Regions from separate parts of the Gossypium hirsutum genome. Here region 2 is linked to region 1. The links are chromatin contacts, called in public Hi-C maps. All regions are on one chromosome and are shown on one strand. The core of a region is the stretch at or near the end of the contact, and the rest is flanking DNA. Distances in the headings are between cores, read along the strand shown. Region 1 holds the start of LOC107921991 (putative receptor-like protein kinase At4g00960). Region 2 holds the start of LOC107922163 (phosphoglucomutase, cytoplasmic).

Evidence for each region. A called contact is a pair of places that touch in the nucleus more often than the background predicts.
Region 2: a Hi-C map of leaf shows a contact between it and region 1, with 2.8 times the contacts expected there. The contact joins the promoter of LOC107922163 here to the promoter of LOC107921991 in region 1. A contact is called at or near these places in 13 of 34 Hi-C or Micro-C datasets (anther, callus, hypocotyl and 2 more).

The regions. Positions count from the first base shown.
Region 1 is chrD01:46,108,284-46,111,172 of Gossypium_hirsutum_v2.1, reverse strand. LOC107921991 (putative receptor-like protein kinase At4g00960) reads left to right here and starts at 1,327. Exons shown (of 6, transcript XM_016851799.2): 1 at 1,327-1,625; 2 at 2,105-2,244; 3 at 2,836-2,889. The coding sequence starts at 1,613.
Region 2 is chrD01:45,976,342-45,979,301 of Gossypium_hirsutum_v2.1, reverse strand. It overlaps LOC107922163 (phosphoglucomutase, cytoplasmic), which reads left to right and starts at 1,526. Exons shown (of 18, transcript XM_016852050.2): 1 at 1,526-1,730; 2 at 1,831-1,925; 3 at 2,800-2,881. The coding sequence starts at 1,848. LOC107922164 (a long non-coding RNA gene) reads right to left here and starts at 1,430. Exons shown (of 2, transcript XR_001691195.2): 1 at 699-1,430; 2 at 215-553.

The sequences.
Region 1 (2,889 bases), core at 78-2,577:
TTAGATATTAGCTTTTACAAGTTTACAGGGAATTTTGTGTTTAAGTTTTGAGGTTCATTTTCGGGATTCAGGGTTTAGTCTTTATTTCCATCTTTGTATTCTTCATCTTTGCCAATTTAGTGAAATTATCTTTGCCTATGGTTTTTTATTTTCTTTGGAGGGATTTTTCCACGTAAAATATTCATGTTCAATTTCTTCAATTTCTTCGTTATTTTTTTTTTGTTCGTTGTTTACAAGAGTTTATGCCCAACATTTATTTTTACATTGAATAAAAACAATTATTTGTGTTTCGATTGAGTTTTAGTTCGGTTGACATCAACCTTGTTGTTGGTGCAAGAGGACGGGAGTTCGAGTATGTTGAAGTGTAATTTATTCCCTTAGTTACAGATGAGGAAGAGTTTTGGGTAGTTCTAATCATTATATTAAAAAAAATTATGTGTAGGCAACATATAACAATAAAATGGTTAGTGATTTAGGAAGTTTGAATCTAATCAAAATTTATGTATAACAACATTACAAATTAAGTCAAAATTCATGTATAATTTTAATATTTGTTTTGTAAATTTATTCTTATAAAATTTATTTGTATTCTCGTTACAATTCACCTCACAGACAATTTTTGAATTTAAACACTTATTTCGCCTCATTACTAAGTTATTCTTAATTACATTAGAGGTAATCAAAATATCCAAAATCTATATGAATTTGAAAAAAATTCACTTTCCAATTCCAAATTTTGAAATTTCAAATTCAATGGGAATTCACTGCTGATATTTATCTTGATCTTCATCTTATATAAGTCCTGTTTGATTTTATTTTAATTAGTTTTCATCCATAATATATTCTTTGAGTCTTGTTTGAATATAAGAATGGTGAATTCTTTACATTGATAATACAAAAAAAATTACAAAAACAGTAAATATTGTTTTTATAATAAATTTAGGATCAACCCTCAAAGCAATTATCATCACCCAATCATATTAGGTGAAACAAAACTATTTATTTTAAGTGGTGCCATTATATTGTTAAACAAACAAACGAAAAAAAAACATACGAATTTCTTTTTAAATATCGAATAAATATTGAAGAAATACAAAAAGAAAGTATACTTTTTTTGTGTTGCTGGTAGCACCACTTAAAATTATATATATATTTTCACTTGAAATTGAATAATAATGAGTTATTTTTAAGGCTAATAGTATTCACATAAATTTAGATAAATAATTTACTACATGCCCTGTTTCTGTAATTATTTTTTTTTATTATTCATGTAAAAACCCGACCCTAAATCTTTCAAATAATAATAATAATGACAGTAAATAATTCATGCAAGAACAGTGCAGCGACTCGGACGGGCTGCTGAATAGTGAATTGGAAATCGAAGAAGATGATAGAGAACGAGTTGACTCACCAAAAGGAAAGAAGCAGAAATCCATTCCGAACAAATTTATATAACCTAAGGGTTTAACCTCAGGGGAAGCAAATTAAATTTGGGGAGAGACTCATTTTCTTATCTTTAAAAAATGGGGCGAAATGATGTTTACCGGCGGGAACAATAGCGGCAGGTATATTGTGATTGATTTGTAGTAGTGGCAAATTACAAGTGAAAGCAATGCTTATAGAAGGTAAGAAAAGGGCAGATGAATTGAATACAGAAGAAAGAGGAGAGAAATAGTCTAGTGTCAACCAGCTAGTCAACACGTTACGTTTCCGTATACATTTCTCTGTTTCCTCCTTCAACAAAAGCTAGAAAATATAGTACGCCAAATTTAACATTCAAGTTCCCGAGCTAATCTTCTGCCTTCCTCTTTCTCTCCCAATTGTTCAAGCTCCAATCTTTCCCTAGAATTTCTTTCTTCTTTTTTATTTCTATTTCAGTTCAGAAAGTTCTTTCATTTCATGATCTAGTTTCTACCAGGTTTCTGACTTTCCATGACCAAATCCAAGGATTTCTTTCTAAATCTAATCAAACCTTTTAAGTTTATCTCAAGCAAAGGTAAAATGAAAAACCCATTTTTTATGCGGAAAAGTTTAGAAGAAAGAAAAATAATTTGATGCTTTTCTACATGTTTTGATGATTAATTTTTCGGTGATCTTTGATCAGACAGGCGGAGTAGAGATGACTTGGAGAAAATAGCTCAACAAGAGCAAAAGCATTTCCCTTTCGAGATTTTAGTTGCTGCTACCAAAGATTTCCACCCACATCAGAAGCTGGGTGAAGGAGGTTTTGGACCTGTCTACAGGGTAAGATCGTCCTGCTCAAACTCTTGTTTGGTTGCCTAGAAATTTGAACTTTATTGATCTTTTGATTTATTGAATGGTTCTTTTGTTTCCATAAAAAATGTAATTGATATGACATAAAGGATTGCCGCAGATTCTTTTTGAAGGAAAAAGAAAGATTCTACTTTCCTAGGTATTCGAAGTTTCAACTTTTGCAGCTGAACAATATAATGAACAGCAAATAACGAAAATGCCTTGTCCTAAAAGGCCAAGACTACTTTAGGACCCCATCTCTGACTATTAGCTTTGATCAAAATCGAACCATCTGTTCCCTTAACCCTGTCAAACCATTTAGCCGTTTTCCCCCTTTAGATGCCAAGAAAAAGAGGCAAAGCATATCAATTTGTTAATTGATGTTGCACTCGAAACTAGAATGTTTTTGTTAGTTCAATCGATTCAATAAGCCTGCCTTGGTTTTCTAGTTATCAGATCTTTCAGCAAGCTTTACAATCATGTTGCTCTTGTTTTCTGGTTTCAAAGTGATGATTTCTCTTGTTCATCAACCCTAGACAGTAAGGAATTTCTCTAACTTAAGGACTTTTGCTTAATTTATAGGGGAAACTAGATGATGGAAGAGAAGTTGCAGTGAAGAAGCTATCTCATAGCTCA
Region 2 (2,960 bases), core at 277-2,776, 130 kb after region 1:
AGTAGAAAGAAGCAATGTAAGTCATTCAGTGGAAACGAATATAGACTGCAATTTGCATTTTGTAGCACCAGACGAAATAAAAATCACTAAAATTAATATTCTTAAAATTTTGAAATTATCCCTAATACACAACCAATATAACCAAACTTTTAAATACAGAAAAGATCACAGTCCATCATAGCATCAACTTTTAGCGAGATCAGCAAGGAATATGTATACACGATAAAAGAGATATTCATTCCTTTTATCTTTGAAACCCTTCTCTTCAACTAAATAACAATACTAGATAAGTTGTTCTTTAAGTATAACAAATGAATTCCATATATTGCAAAAAACTGTTACATTTATTGCAAAAATTTTTGAACTCAAACAAAGCAAGAGAAATACAAAAATAAATAACTGGTTTGCCAATTAAAGTGAAAAAATAAAAGAAAATCAAATACTACACCTCGTTTAATTTTTCTAACGTGGTTAGAGCATTTGTTTCCTGCTTAGGTTTCCTGAACAGTCGATTAAACATGATGAACTCTTTGAGATCAAAATCCCCGATCACCTGTTCAACAACAATCACCAAAACGATAAGATCAGATCAAAACAAACATAATAAAACAATCAATAAATCACTCATAACAGGAAATTGAAACAAAAGAATCAATAAAAAGTAAAGAATATTACAAAAAAGGGGGAAATGTTCTAACCTGTAAAACTTGAGATTTTAGAGATTTGAGGGATTTACTATTGATTTACTAGTCACATCTAACTCTTAACGACAAACTGGGCATCTTTTATGTGATTCAAGCCAATGATCAATGCATTCTTGGTGGAAAACATGGCAACAAATAGTTAAAAATCGAAGCATGTCACCGTCACTAAACTCAGCAATAAAGAGCGGCCTTCTCTTAAGTACATGATTAAAATGTAAAGCTCGAAAATTTCAATTGAAATGAAAACTAAAGTGAAGAAGAATCGAAGCATGTTACCTTGAACTTGTTGATTTGAAGGGTTTGGGTCGGAAGTTGCAGAAGAATCGAACTGAAGAGAACAACAACGCCACCTAGTAAAATGATTAAATTTTGGTCAAATTCTGCTAGAGTTGTAGAGGTGGAGTCATGGAGGACCGAACACTGAAGGTGAGATGGTGGATCGGTGGAGGTGAGTTTTCGATTTGGGGGAAAAAAAGGGCGGAGGGAAGGGATTAGGGATTTGTATCTGAAGTCTAAACGGGGTCAGGAAAATAAGGAGGGGAAATGGGAAATGTAAAATGTAAATGTAATAATAAATTAAAAAATATATATTTAATATATTTTCGGGCCGAACCGGGCCAAAAAAATTTTGTCCGAGGTCCAGCCTGTTTTTTAAACGGGTTTTTTTTTCTACCCAAACCCATATTTTGGGCCTATATTTTTACCTAAATCCTCCTAAATTTTAGGTGGGCTATCGGGCTGAGCCGGGCCGGGCCGCCCGGCCCATGAGCAGCTCTATTGTGGAGTAAAAAAGTTTGAAGTAGATCTCCTTTATTCATCCCAAACAAGGGAGAATACGTGAGGTTTCAAATCGCCCCCTGTCTAATCTCATCCTGGCCTCAATCTTCACCGTTCGCGTTTCTTTCACTTCATATCAAAAAAGAAAAAGAAACAATATATTATTAAAAAGAAGGTAATACGGGTCACTTCCTCACTTTGCCAGCTTATTCTCAAAACTAACGCATTTCAATTTGATCTCCCCAACGAGTGAGCTCTCTCTCTCTCTCTTTTCATTTTTTTTAATATTTACATATTTATTTATCAAGAGTTAAGAGATTCGCATTGATTGAATTGTGTTGCATGGCAGTCGTAGAAAGCAAAGAAATGGTGTTCAAGGTTTCCAAAGTCTCGACGACGCCGATCGACGGCCAGAAGCCTGGAACTTCTGGCCTCCGTAAGAAGGTTCCTTTTGCTTCTTAATCGTCCTTCTTCATTTCCTTCTTCATTTCCTTTACTTTGATCGTTATACGATATCTCGATCTTCTGTTATATCACTCCAATTTAATTTTAGATCAATTTAATCCGTTTGATTGATGCCTGCTGCAAGGTCTTCTCGTTGAATTAGATGATCTCGTAAACTATATATTGAACTTCATTTTCATAGATTAAGATTTACTTCTATAACATGTAACCGAAGAGAGACATGGATATTATCATTTTCGGTGCTGATCTATTTGCTATTTGAAGTTTTAACTTAATTATGATCTATTTTCCTTTTCTTTTCTATTCTGGATCTGAATCAAGTTCATTCATTATTTAAATTTAGTTCTTTGTTTTTTTTTTTTTTTGAGGTAAAATTTTAATGCTTGATTCCATTTCAGCTCATAGTTTCTCATGAATCTAATAACTATATTTATATGGTTTCTGGTGGTTTGTTTTATATTTAGATCGTATTTCTATATTTAAATGATTATATAATTCCTAATTGTTGATGTTTTGGATGCCTGTTGCCCGTTATGGGTTTTAATTTTTAATACTCTGGAACTGATGCTAAAAAATTAATACTACTTAATAGTTCTTCAGGTCTTACTTATATTGTTTGACCAGTATTCTGTACAGTGTTCTTACGCATGATAGGTAATTAGATTAATAGTTTCCTTCATTGTCGAAGTCCATTTTTTACATGTTGCTAAAATCCGTGTCAAAGTTCAGGTTATTTGCAACTTGAGTGATATGGAACATAAACAGTTTTCTATATTTTCTTACAATATGCCTCTGCATATTGATTTACATGTTTTTCTTTTAATTGTATACTGTGGTGTTTTGACCTGTCCAGGTGAAAGTTTTCATTCAGCCTCATTATTTGCAAAATTTCGTTCAGTCAACATTCAATGCCCTTACACCAGAAAAAGTTAGAGGTAAGGGTTTTTGTTGATGCTATGCCTTTTTGTATGCTAAATGTACTTGGTAATTTTTACTTTTTAATATTTAGAGGCA